Regions from separate parts of the Oryctolagus cuniculus genome. Here region 1 is linked to region 2. A link is a contact called in public Micro-C data. All regions are on one chromosome and are shown on one strand. Each heading gives the region's core, a stretch centred on a gene start, on an enhancer-like site or on the middle of the called end of the contact. The rest is flanking DNA. Distances are from core to core; before and after follow the strand shown. Region 1 has its middle 51 kb from the start of MC3R. Region 2 holds the start of CASS4 (Cas scaffold protein family member 4).

Evidence for each region. A called contact is a pair of places that touch in the nucleus more often than the background predicts.
Region 1: a Micro-C map of ear pinna shows a contact between it and region 2, with 6 times the contacts expected there. The contact joins the enhancer-like site here to the promoter of CASS4 in region 2. A contact is called at or near these places in 2 of 6 Hi-C or Micro-C datasets (ear pinna and an unstated tissue).

The regions. Positions count from the first base shown.
Region 1 is chr11:5,393,397-5,399,825 of mOryCun1.1, forward strand. No RefSeq gene overlaps it. Among named protein-coding and RNA genes, the nearest start is that of MC3R, 51 kb to the left of the region's middle. Within about 2 kb of position 4,610, at least 1 of the 8 cell types and tissues checked has an H3K27ac peak or open chromatin away from gene starts, as enhancers often do.
Region 2 is chr11:5,199,265-5,206,229 of mOryCun1.1, forward strand. CASS4 (Cas scaffold protein family member 4) reads right to left here and starts at 2,378. Exons shown (of 8, transcript XM_070051556.1): 1 at 2,343-2,378. The coding sequence starts at 2,378.

The sequences.
Region 1 (6,429 bases), core at 3,360-5,859, 200 kb after region 2:
ATACCATACTTTTTGGAGATGCGAATTTGGCATTCAGGCTGATTCTGCAGGCACATAAATGCTCTGGGTACCATTCCTAATACTTCTTAAGTTTCATTTTTCTGAGTGCCTCTGTCTCCCTAAGGGGAACCCTCAAAACAGGATGTTGTTAAGAAGCAGCTCCAGTCGCGTGTCTTACTAGGCAATTCACTTCAACCAATGCGTTATTCAAGTACAGAAATGTATTTGCAGCATCATAATGGTGCCTGGTGTTTAAAGTTAAAAGGCCAAAAGTTAGCAGGGTAGGCAACCATGTGTCATGAAGTAAATGAATTAAATTCTGTGTGGTCAATGCTGGTTATAAACAGTGCTGGGGCAGCTTCATTAGCCCCTCAAATAAGCAACTCCCTTACCTCATAATACCCACTCTTGCCCCTGTTCATGTGAGATCTGTACTGGATTGTGTGTGAGTTTCCTAGAGTGGCAGTAATAAACTCCCACCAACTGGGCAGCTTAGAGCAGCAGAAATTTATTCTTTCCTTGTTGTGGAGGTTGGTCTGGAGCAAGTGTGGGCAGGGCCACGCTCCCTTTGAAGCTCAAGTGGAGACCCCTTCCCCGTCCCTTTCAGCTACTGGTGCTCCAGCTGTTCTTGGTCGGCGTCACTCTGGTCTCCTCTGCCTTCATGAGGCCATGTCTCCGCTCTGCATTTGTCCCCAACAAAGACGACTGTCAGTGGAGTTAGGGCCAAGCCAGGATCATACTTCAGGATGAACTCTTCTCAGCCTCTTTAACTTAATTACATCTTTAAAGATTCTTTTCCCACATAAAGCCATGCTCATAGATTTTAGGGGTTAGGATATGGACATATCTTTTGGGGGGGCCACCACTCAACCCACTACAGATGGAATTTAATTCTCCTGCTCCTTCACTTCCTCCCTTCTGAAGGATGGTTGCCATTGAGAGCCCTCTCACGATACCAGTTCCCATGTTATGTGCTTTTCATATGAATTGGTATTATTCATTCCACTAGTTTAGCCTGCATGTGCTTTGTGTCTCCGTTATTCTCCTTAGTTGTATGAGCTCCCATAGTGGCTCATTAGTAGTAGCTATAGCACCTTCCATCGACATTTCTCCCTCTCTGTACCTCCCTATCATTGTCAATGTGCTCACGAAACTTAAGTCAAAGGAGGCAGAACTGTAGTCAGAGCAGTCCTCCATTGTACTTGCTTTTAGCTGCCACATGGTGTCTCTGTTGAAGACAGGCCTGGTGCAGTTTGGTAGACATACTGTGGGATGTGCCCTTGTGGTCCTCACCTTGTTTCATCACCATGTTCTATGTTTAGGCTCCCAGTCTTTGCATTTGCACTTAGTTTCCCAGAGCCCAGTCACTGGCCAGGGGGTCTGGGCTGGATTACTGTCCAGCGTGAGCTACAAAGCTGTAAAGAAACCTCTTCTTCCCACACAAACACTTAAACTCATGAATAGACAACAGATTACCATTCATTCATTCAAGGTCTAGCGCTGTTCTAGTCTCCTGGGATGTTTCAGTAACGAAGCAATGTTGCCCACTCTTGTAGCACTAGCATTTTAGAGGTAGACAACAAGCATAACAAGTAGATAAAAAGTATAGATAAGTATTGCAGAGGAAAACATAGCAGTGGAGGGGGGACGTTTGGGGGAATAGCAGAGCCCAGCATACTGAAGGGACAGCAATAATGCCAGGGAGTGTAAGTGAAATGAACAAAAGGAAGAAGAATTGGAATTGGGAGTAAAAGAATGGGGAAGATGGGGACAGGTTAAGGCCAGTGTATAGATTTTGGCATTTACTCTAGTGAGGTGGAGAGTTACCTCAGGATTCTGAGCAGACAAGTGACATAGTCTGATTTAAGCTTCAAAAAGGAGTGTTCAGTGTTAAGAATTGATTGAGGGGCTGGTGCTGTGGTGTAGTGGGTAAAGCCACCACCTGCAGTGCCGGCATCCCATATGGGCACCGGTTCTAGTCCTGGCTGCTCTACTTCCAATCCATCTCTCTGCCATAGCCTGGGAAAGTAATAGAAGATGGCCCAAGTCCTTGGGCCCCTGAAGAAGCTCCTGGCTCCTGGCTTTGGATTGGCACAGCTCTGGCTGTTGTGGCCAATTGGGGAGTGAACCAGTGGATGGAAGACCTCTCTCTCTCTCTCTCTCTCTCTCTCTGCCTCTCCTCTCTCTGTGTAACTCTGACTTCCAAATAAATAAATCTTAAAAAAAAAGTGGATTGAAGAGTGGGCCAGGAAACAGCAGAGAGAACAGCAAGGAAACCCTCCCCGTCATATAGGTGATGATGATGGTGGCTTGTAGCTGGATGGTAACAGTGGAGACAATGTCCTGTTGTCCTGCTGTAAGTCAGAAGTTCAGCACAGCAAAGCTCAGAAGGATATTCTGCTTAGCCTTGTTTCTTCAAAGGGCCGTTTGGCTATTTATAACATCAGTTGCAGGCTATACAGAGTTATGAGTCTTGCTGTCTTGATGGAGGGCTTAAAGCAGGGTCAGCTGGTCCTGCTCCTGGGGTGTTCTCCTCTGGGAGGTCTGGAACTTCTGACACCAATCGCTGTCTTTCATCCCCAGTGAATAGCTCTGGGTTCTAGCATCTTGGGAAGTGATGGCCTTGAGAGGGTCTCAAAGGTTCTGTGCTTTTCTGTTTTCTGAATCCTGGCCTCCACCTCCTTGTTTACCTGTGAGTAAAGCAGAGGAAGACACTCCACACTTGCCAAAGCTACTTTGTTTAATTATGAGATATGATTTATGATTCTCATTTAATGGAGGCTGAGAGATCTGTGTTGCACACTCAAGGTGTAAAAACATCAGGCATCTTTCAGCCTTTCAGTTAGTTACAGTGGAATATTGTTATTAATTTTGTCAGGTATGAGAAGTGAGAGTAAATAACTTAACCGAAATCACAGGACATGTTGAGATTGACCTCATACGTCTGACTCCAAAGCCTGGTTTTTTTTTTAACTTTTATTTAATAAATATAAATTTCCAAAGTACAGTTTATGGATTACAATGGCTTCCTCCCCCCATAACTTCCCTCCCACCCGCAACCCTCCCATCTCCCGCTCCCATCCCATTCACATCAAGATTCATTTTCAATTATCTTTATATACATAAGATCAATTTAGCATATATTAAGTAAAGATTTCAACAGTTTGTACCTACACAGAAACACAAAATGTAAAATACTGTTTGAGTACTAGTTATAGCATTAATTCACATTGTACAACACATTAAGGACAGAGATCCTACATGAGGAGTAAGTGTACAATGACTCCTGTTGTTGACTTAACCAATTGACACTCTTGTTTATGGCGTCAGTAATCACCCTAGGCTTTTGTCATGAGTTGCCAAGGCTATGGAAGCCTTTTGAGTTCACCGACTCTGATCTTTTTTAGACAGGGTCATAGTCAAAGTGGAAGTTCTCTCCTCCCTTCAGAGAAAAGTACCTCCTTCTTTGATGGCCTGTTCTTTCCACTGGTATCTCACTCACAGAGATCTTTCATATATAGGTTTGTTTGGTTTTTTTTGCCACAGTGTCTTGGCCTTCCATGCCTAAAATACTCTCATGGGCTCTTCAGCCAGATTCGAATGCCTTAAGGGCTGATTCTGAGACCAGAGTGCTGTTTAGGACATCTGCCATTCTATGAGTCTGCCTGCTGTGTATCCTGCTTCCCATGTTGGGTCATTTTCTCCCTTTTTTATTCTATCAGTTAGTATTAGCAGACACTATTCTTGTTTATGTGATCCCTTTGACTCTTAGTCCTGTCATTATGATCAATTGTGAACTGAAATTGATCCCCTGGACTAGTGAGATGGCATTGGTACATGCCACCTTGATGGGATTGAATTAGAATCCCCTGGCATGTTTCTAACTCTACCATTTGGGGCAAGTCTGCTTGAGCATGTCTCAAACTGTACATCTCCTTCCTCTCTTATTCCCACTCTTATATTTAACAGAGATCACTTTTCAACACTTAAGAATAATTATGTGTTAATTACAGAGTTCAACCAATAGTATTAAGCAGAACAAAAAATACTAAAAGGGATAAAGTATTAAGTTGTTCATCAACAGTCAGGACAAGGGCTGATCAAGTCACTGTATCTCATAGTGTCCATTTCACTTTAACATGTTTCCTTTTTGGTGCTCGGTTAGTTGTCACCGATCAGGGAGAACATATGATATTTGTCCCTTTGGGACTGGCTTATTTCACTCAGCATGATGTGTTCCAGATTCCTCCATTTTGTTGCAAATGACTGGATTTCATTTTTTTTTACTACTGTATAGTATTCTATAGGGTACATGTCCCATAATTTCTTTATCCATTCTGCTGTTGATGGGCATTTGGGTTGGTTCCAGGTCTTAGCTATTGTGAATTGAGCTGCAGTAAACATTAAGGTGCAGACAGCAAAGCCTGTGTTTTTAACCATCAAATAATATCCCTAGAACAATTGCCCCATCAACTTCTCCGTATGAATGTTGGAGTGACTGCAGTTAGACTCACAGCATTGGAGGTTAAATTACTTCTCCCTGTCTCAACTAGAAGAAGTGTTATGCAAGCGCATTTCTGGCAGATGAGGCCAAGGGCAGAAATGAGTCATGTTACATCCGAACAATCGAGTGTTATCTTCCAGAAGGTACACTGAGCTCAGATCATGCATCTGTCAGCACTGAGTGGGGGAGCTTGGAAAGGTTTCTGAAACCCAACAATAGAAATGCCTTTGCTGAGACTATTGAATGAGAAAGAGTGAAATGGGATTCCATGGCAATGAGCAACTTCTCCTCATCTCCACCATCATTTCAGTTTTCTGTCATTGTTCAGCATTGTCTACCTGGGTGTTTGGAAGTTAAATATCTGTGACATTTCCCAAAAGACTTCCTTGTTACCCTGAATTTTGAGGGTATGGTGCCTGCTCATTTTGTATCCTGGATGTTATTTGAAAGCTTTTCCCTTGATGATCAGGGTGGAAAATCATAAATGTAGCAGAATAGGCTAGCTGTGAGGAAGGAGGGCATCCAAGTTGGCTGTTTGCGGTACCCGTGGCTCCCTTGACTAGACTGTTTCTGCTCATGCTGAACTCACTGATGGATAGATGTCAGCATCCCTATCTGGCTAGACTCTTATCCATTGGGGTGGGAAAACTTTTTTTCCACCAAAGGTTGCTTAGATATTTACAGTGTCACTCGTGGCCATACAAAATTATCACCTTAAAAATTAGCCTGCTATTGTGTGAGTGAATTTCAAGTCCTGCCTGCATTTGCTTTGGCAAGGCCAGCCAAATGATTTTGTAGGCTCATATGACACATGGGGCAGACATTTCTCTCCTCTGGGACAAATAGCTGTAAGATGTTTCTGCTCTGGGTCTGTCTGGAGGTACGAATGACATTTATTTGAATGTCCAATGAAAACAGCTATGTCCTGGAGCATGTACCAAGGTGACCAAAGGACAGGAATTAGGGGGATTCTCCACTGGGGGAGAACAGTTTTGGTCTCTCAGTGACTGCCTGGAGCCTGATTTCTGGCTGGGGTCCTTGGTTTTATGCTCAGGGAAGTGGCTGCCTTCTGCTTGTTTGTAGAGTGTAAGATCTTCAGCATTGCTCCCAGAGCCTTGCATTCTTCCTTCCACTTGAGGTGTGTAAGCTTGATTCTGGATTTCTTTTTTCTAGAAGGAGAAAGTTTATTAAATAAATAAAAAGGAGGCAAGGTGTTTATGGTGACAGTGAGGTCATCTGTCTCTGAGACGCACACGTCTCCCTTGCTGGGGACAGATCAAGATCCAGTGTCTTCCCTCTCTGACAGGCGGTGGCCCCATGAGCCACCAGCAGCCCAAGTGTGAAGACAGGGGCAGCAAGGAGAATGTCAGGTCTCAGCTTGGCTGCTTTTGTGCATGGAGAGCTCTGAGGCAGCTCTGAAGCAAGGAGGTGGTTGGGGGTTTGGCCTGTTCTCTCCTTAGCCTTGGCTCAGGGAGAGAGAGCACCAGGGATTCAGGGGATTGAGCCCAGAGGGGTGCCCTTGACATCCTGGAGACTCCTGATTGCCCCTGATTACAGGGCTTTCTTCTTAGCCTCTGTCTTATGCTTCACTCTCTGGCTGCCCTGTGGTTTCTGGTGCTTCATATTCAGGCATTAAAAGGCTCGGTGTCCTTCAGTTACTGGGCAGAGGGCCAGCGAGTGGGTTTAGGTGTAAGGGCTCAACACTGTTATGCAGTCTTTGGAGGCTAGCCACGGCTACCGATAAAATAACATTCCTCAGACGCAAGCTTTGCCCAAGATTCCTCTGTGGGTTTGTGTGCAGACCCACAGCTCACTTTGTGGCATCCAGGCCCAGATGGAGGCCCGGCAACTCAGTGTGTAAGTATTTGAAATTTGTGAGGCAGGGTAATCACTGCTAAAGAAAATAAGGTCTGTCTGGCTGTCTT
Region 2 (6,965 bases), core at 1,128-3,627:
GATGTGTGTGCATGGACAGGGGCACCCAAGAAACTGCTCCCTGAGGGCGCCTCTGGACGCCCAGGTTCTTGCTCAGGTGAGGGTCACCTGTGTGAGCTGAGATGACCTGGGTCTCAAACTAGGGCCCATGGACCAAATCTGGATGGCTGACTCATGAGCTGAGATGGATTTTATAGTTTTAAGGAGTTTTTAAAACAAAGAAGGCAAAGCAACAGAGGTTGCACGCGGCTCTTTATGACAGAGTTCCCAGATTCCCTGGTTTGAAGGTCAGAAGGCATGGAGTTGGCCAAGCGCTGGGCTCTGGATTCAGGCCACCTGGGACTGATCCTGGCATTGCCACTTCTGAGCTGTGTGGCCTTGGGCCGGTCACTAGGCCAAGTTTCTCCTCTAGAGGGAGGGAGTAAGAGTAATAACGCTTCATAGAGAGGTGTTGTGAGATGCAACACGCGAAGGCAAGTTGAGCGCTCAGCACAGGCCTGGCGCACAAGCAGTTTGTGCTAGCTACTGTCACCTGTGTAACACCAGAAGCCGGACCTCACAGCGTGTTGGGAGTGTCAGTGATAAGTTACGTGCCTAGATGCATGTTATTTACAAAGTGTAGAGTGCTATAGAGATAATTTAGGCAGCATAAGTGGAACAAGTAAAAAGAAGCCTAAATCGTAAAAATCTAGGCTAGTCAGCAAAAAAAGCCAGTGTTACAGAAGAAAAAAAGGCGGTGGATTATTCTAGATTATGGACAAGTGAGACCTGGCAAACAGCAGAGTGCGATCCTAGAACCAATCCTGGACCAACACACACACACACAGAAAAATGGCCAAAAAAGGTAAAAAAAAAATCGTATTTTTAGAAATTGTGAAAGTAGAATGGACAATAGAAGGGTGCCATCAAAGCAGTGTGACATGTTGGGGGTGAGATCATGCAGTGGGGTCCGGGGGGGACAGCAGTGCTCTTAGGGGACACACAAGGAAGCACCTGGAGGTGTCATTATGTCTGCCATTGATGTCCAGGTGGTGCACACGACAGCGGAGTGTGTGTTAGATACAGACACATGTACCCCAAGATGACAAACACCAGGAGCCGGGGCACTTGAGGCACAGGATATGCAGGGGGTCACTGAATTATCTCCCCACCCCACCCCCACCCATTTTTCCAACGATTTGAAAAATTTTCAAAGTAAATATATGGGAAGAAAGTCCAGAACTGCTAAGATATTTACTAAGAGGTATACAGCTGTGGATTCCATACTGTTTAATAATAATTAACACACAATTCCTATGCAGACTCCCCCTTGCATAACTGTTTCATGTCTTTCTTCCCCCCCATCTACGTAAAATTTTAAAAGGATGTAGCAAGATAATAATCTCCTCAATCTTGAGTTTCTCTTTCTCTCTGTCTAAGTAAGTGTTCTTTCCCCCTTGAGTTCCGCAGTCATTTTCGCTGCCTAAGTAGAGAACCGTCTTGGATTTGTGATGCAGACTTGGAAGGACAAGCAGAACACAGGCGATAACAGGACGACAGCAGGGGTGCCCACCACGGGCAGCCGGGAGCTGGGCTGGGGGTCTGTGCTCTGCTCTGGGGAAGTTAGGACAGGAACCAGTCGGGCCCTTGTGAGCGGCACGGAGCGTCTCCAGGGTCCCGAGAGAGAGGCGGTCAGGGTGGGCCAAGGCACAGACTCACAGCTCGCTTACGCAGTTTGTCAGGGTGCAGAATGGACACCAAGCTGCGGGCTGTGTGGTCACCTCCCGAGCTGATTTCTACAGGAGTCACTTCCAGTCATCTCAGAAGCAAAGGGCAATGAACTTACGGCACAGGCACTGCCTCCTCTTTTTCTTTTTCTTTTTCTTTTTCTTTTTTTTTTTTTTTTTGACAGGCAGAGTTAGACAGTGAGAGAGAGACAGAGAGAAAGGTCTTCCTTTACCATTGGTTCACCCCCCAAATGGCCGCTACGGCTGGCATGCTGCGCCAATCCGAAGCCAGGAGCCAAGTGCTTCTTCCTGGTCTCCCATGCAAGTGCAGGGCCCAAGGATCTGGGCCATCCTCCACTGTACTCCCAGGCCACAGCAGAGAGCTGGACTGGAAGAGGAGCAACCGGGACAGAATCCGGCGCCCCGACTGGGACTAGAACCTGGTGTGCCAGCACCGCAAGGCGGAGGATTAGCCTAGTGAGCCACAGCGCCGGCCACTGCCTCCTCTTAACTGACCATTAGCCTTTCCCACCTCAAACTTCCATGTGTCCAGTGCTCACCCCGTGCCTTCACTAAAGCTCAACACTAAGCCGGTGTCGCCCTTAGCCATCGCGTCGTGCTCAGCCTCCCCCTGCCAGCAGCCCCACGGCCGCTCACCTTGGGTGCTCCATCCATGATGCTGGTTCCTCGCATGTCGGTGAAGTGACACAGCTCCTCCGAGCTCCCCGGCTGCTATCTCCAGCTTTGCAGGCCGGTTGTGCAATGTCACTGCACGCCTCTGGCTGGTTCTCAGAAAGTGAATTCCATGGAGCTTTCCGGCAGCGCACGGGAACTCGTCAGAGTCTCCCTGCAGGCTGACTTTCTGGAAAGCATGATAAGAGCGGAATGAAAGGGGTGAAGAAGGGGGTGGGCAGAAACAGGCACCCTCCCTCCCGCGTGCCTGACGTCTCGCTCTGTCTTGAAGTAGAGGTTGTCACTCATTTGCTCTCTGAAACCACAAAAGAAGAAAAAAAACTCCTCTCTTCTGCTTTAGGGGAGAGGTTCCTGCTTTGAGAAGCTTAGCGATACACAGAGCATTCACGTCCCTTGCTCTCTGTTGAGCTGCCCCCACGGAGCCACTCCTGATTCCTGGATGAGATGCCACTGGGCCACATGGGGAGGGTGCTCAGAACTTCTTCCTCCCTACGTCTTGCCAGCATAAAAGGGGCAAGAGGGATGCCTCAAAGGGCATAGACCCCACTTTCCAGTTTTCTCAGTTGCACACCTCCCTGCACTGGGCACCTTGCCAGCCTCCAGCACTTAATGATTAACGTTTTCTGAGTGCTGACTCTGCACAGAGGGCTACTTCGGCACCTGCCTTTGGCTTGTGGCTCTCAAGTCTAGCAAACCCATTGTCTGCCCCTAAAATGGCCAAACTGACCCATCATCATGGCTTGCTGGGTCTTTGCTCTCAGACCCAGTGTCTAGAGAGGACCTATGGTGTAGCACATTCTTCTTCCTTAAAAAAGAAAAGAAAAAAAAAGTCTGCATTTTTATTTCATTTAAACACATTGGTATTTATCCTTCCCATTCTGACTCAAGTCCCATCCACAACCAATGCTCTCTCTCATCATTCTGCTCTTTTTAAAAACGTTCACTAATTTTTTACTTGGAAGTCAGAGAAACAGAAAGACAAATAGAGATCTTCCATTTGCTAGCTCACTTGCCAAACACCAGCAACAGTGAGGGCTGGGCCAGGCCAAAGCCAGGAGTCCATAATTCAATTTGGCTTTCCCAGCAGGGACCCAAGTATGTGAACCATCACCTGCTGCCTCCCAAAGTGTGCACAAGCAGGAAGCTGGACTGGAAGTGGAGGAGTTGAAACTCAAACCCACACACTCAGCTGCGGGATGTGGGTGTCTTAACCACCATGACAAACATTCTCCTCTTGCCATTAATGGCACTTACTGTCTCATCTTCTGGGTGTACAATGTGTAGGCAACACAAGGGTGAGCCTCAGGGTACATCTGCCGATCAGAATGGGGGCTGACTTGCTGTAGATGCAGCTGATCACAGGGAGAGAACAGCCACTCCATGGGTGAACACACACTGACTCCCTGCTCTGTCCTAACCCAGCTCTAGCTGTTGCAGCCGTCTGGGGGCCGAGTCAGCCAACAGATTCTCTGTCTCTCTCTTTCTCTCTGTGGCACTCTGCCTTTCAGAACTTAAAAATAAAGGGCGGGGGCCGGCGCCGCGGCTCACTAGGCTAATCCTCCACCTTGCGGCACCGGCACACCGGGTTCTAGTCCCGGTCGGGGCGCCGGATTCTGTCCCGGTTGCCCCTCTTCCAGGCCAGCTCTCTGCTGTGGCCAGGGAGTGCAGTGGAGGATGGCCCAGGTGCTTGGGCCCTGCACCCCATGGGAGACCAGGAAAAGCACCTGGCTCCTGGCTCCTGCCATCGGATCAGCATGGTGCGCTGGCTGCAGCGCGCCGGCCGCGGCGGCCATTGGAGGGTGAACCAACGGCAAAGGAAGACCTTTCTCTCTGTCTCTCTCTCTCACTGTCCACTCTGCCTGTCAAAAAAAAAAAAAAAGGGGGGGGGGGGAGGGCGGGGGGTGCTATGTAGAGTGCACACAGCCAACAGCATTTGTGAGACCACCAGCCCACTATTTCCATATTAAATTTGAGTCTGGACATGTTTTTCTGCACTCCTGCTCCCTGCCAGCTCTTGCCACTTCTTCTATGTGAGCGGGCATGGGCGTCTCAGATGGGAAAGATGCAACCATACTTTGAAAGCCAAAACTGTGGTTCATTTGGTGAGGGTGGCACCTAAAAGAAACCCAGATTCTATGATTCCAGTTTGATAAACCTATAGGAAAATTTTTTATAAATAGGGAAGAGTTCAACCCAAATATTCCTTTCTTACACTTCATTAGTTTTTCAAACAAGAATAACATCTCTAAGACTTGGGAGCCACAACAAAACTTAGAAATTTAGCAACATACCTAGAAATTGGAGAATTTTAAACTGTGAAAATGCAAAAACAAACACTCACCCCTTATTGGGAACCCAAAGGAAGATAGCAGGGCCCCACAGTACCTGTCTTACTTATGCTTTTTGTTTTTTTATTTTTAAAGATTTATTTATTTGAAAGTCAGAGTTACACAGAGACAGAGAGGAGAGGCAGAGAGAGGTTTTCCATCCGCTGGTTTACTCCCCAATAGGCTGTGCCAATCTGAAGTCGGGAGCCAGGAGCTTCTTCCAGGTCTCCCACGCAGGTGCAGGGGCCCAAGGACCTGGGCCATCTTCTGCTGCTTTCCCAGGCCACAGCAGAGAGCTGGATCGGAAGTGGAGCAGCTGGGACTTGAACTGGTGTCCACATGGGATGCCAGCACTGCAGGCGCCAGCCCCCTTACTTAGGCTTTTTAAATACCAGATCAAAGCTCCATGGAACACACATTTCACACATTTACTGTTTCTTGTTTTAAAGGACCTGGAAACTATTGGGGAAACAAAAACAAAACCAAAACACAAAACAAACAGCTCTTAACGTGAAGCTGAGTAGGGGCTGTCTCTATGGCTCACCATTTCCCCAGGACTCTGTGGTCTTCGAATGAACTTCACCGGCACTCAGCTACTTACCCCACAGGATGTACCCGGTGCCATTGGCTGCTGCTGACTGCGTAACAACACCAGTGATCACAGGAGTCTCGTTTTCCTCCTTCAGCACCCTTTCCCACCCCTGTGGGAAAAATCCCCTTGGCAGCCGTGGAGGTGTTTAATCCAGGTGGAGCATATGTTCTAGGCTGGCCTCCCTGCCCATGTCTTCCCCAAAGTGATGGTTCCCACATCCTGCAGAAGCCAGGAATCCCAACCAGGGTCAGCTGTCTATAGGATACTGGGTGCAAGGTTCTCCTACCTTCTGAGATGTAGAGGTGGAGACAGTGAGCCAGGGACAGGCCAGTTTTGCTGGGTGGGTGGGTGCCCTGTCTGCCAGAGAATGACCGCCCACTACCACCACCAAGGACAGGAGACAGGGCAGAAATCTGAGACCTTGAGCACTAAGATTTGGCACTGGGGCCCGTGACGTAGTGAGTTAACCCGCCACCTTCAGTGCTGGCATCCCTTATGGGCACTGGTTCAAGTCCTGGTTGCTCCATTTCCAATTCAGCTCCCTGCTATGGCATAGGAAAGCAGTAGAAGATGGCCCAAGTCCTTGGGCCCCTGCACCCATGTGGGAGACCTAGAAGAACCTTCCGGCTCCTGGCTTCAGATCAGTTCAGCTCTGGCCATTGCAGCCATCTGGGGAGTGAACCTGTGGATGGAACGCCTCCCTCTCTTTCTCTCCCTCCGTCTATAACTCTACCTCTCAAAAAAATAAGTCTTTTTAAAAAATGATGTATATGGAAATTTGAACACTGAGCATACATGTGACTGTTTTAAGTGATTAATGTTGGTGCTTACAGCTATCATGGTGTGATGATTGTGATTTTAAAATCCTTATCTTTCACAGCTATATACTGAAATATTTGTAGATAAAATATATCTGTGCTTTGCTTTGAAATAACTAAAGAAGGGATGGAGGAGGTACAGGTCAAACAGGATTGGTCAGGAGCTGAATGTTGGGGAGTCTGCGTGATGGACATCTGGGGACTCACTCTACTGTAGACACTTTTCAAGAATTTAAAGCAGCTTCATGGAGACACAAGGCAGATGCGCACAAGGAGTGCGTGATTCAGTGGTTATAGACATGCAGGGTTAAGCAACCATCACCCCGCCAAAGAAACCCTGTAGCAATCACTCCTCACCCCCTCTCCCTTGGCCTTCGGCAACTTCTGTTTCTAATGTATTACTGACTTTTGGATGCATTTGAGATTGTCTGTAATAAAAAGTAGAGGGAGAATGGACACACTTGCTCAAGGCTCCAAGGTAAAGTGAGCAGAGCTAGAATTTCACCCAGTCATTGGAAAAGGAAGACTCCATGCCAAGTCAAGTTCACAACACAGACCAGGATGATGTAATTTGCGCATCATTGTTTTTCTAAGGAAATCAACCCAGATCAGAAAACCCAGACACAAGAGGATTTGGCCCTGACGTTAGACAGGTGTACTCCTACACACATATCTAACCGGGTACTCAGAATAAAGGGCTCGACTTCTCAGTCTGGTGTGTGGTCCCTGTAGTTTTCAGAAATGAAAGAAACTGCTTCAGACACTTTGTGGCAACTGTTGTGTCTGAAGGCAAATGAAGCTGTTACACGCACAAATACGACTATGAGAGGAGCTGGGAGTTTTCATAATA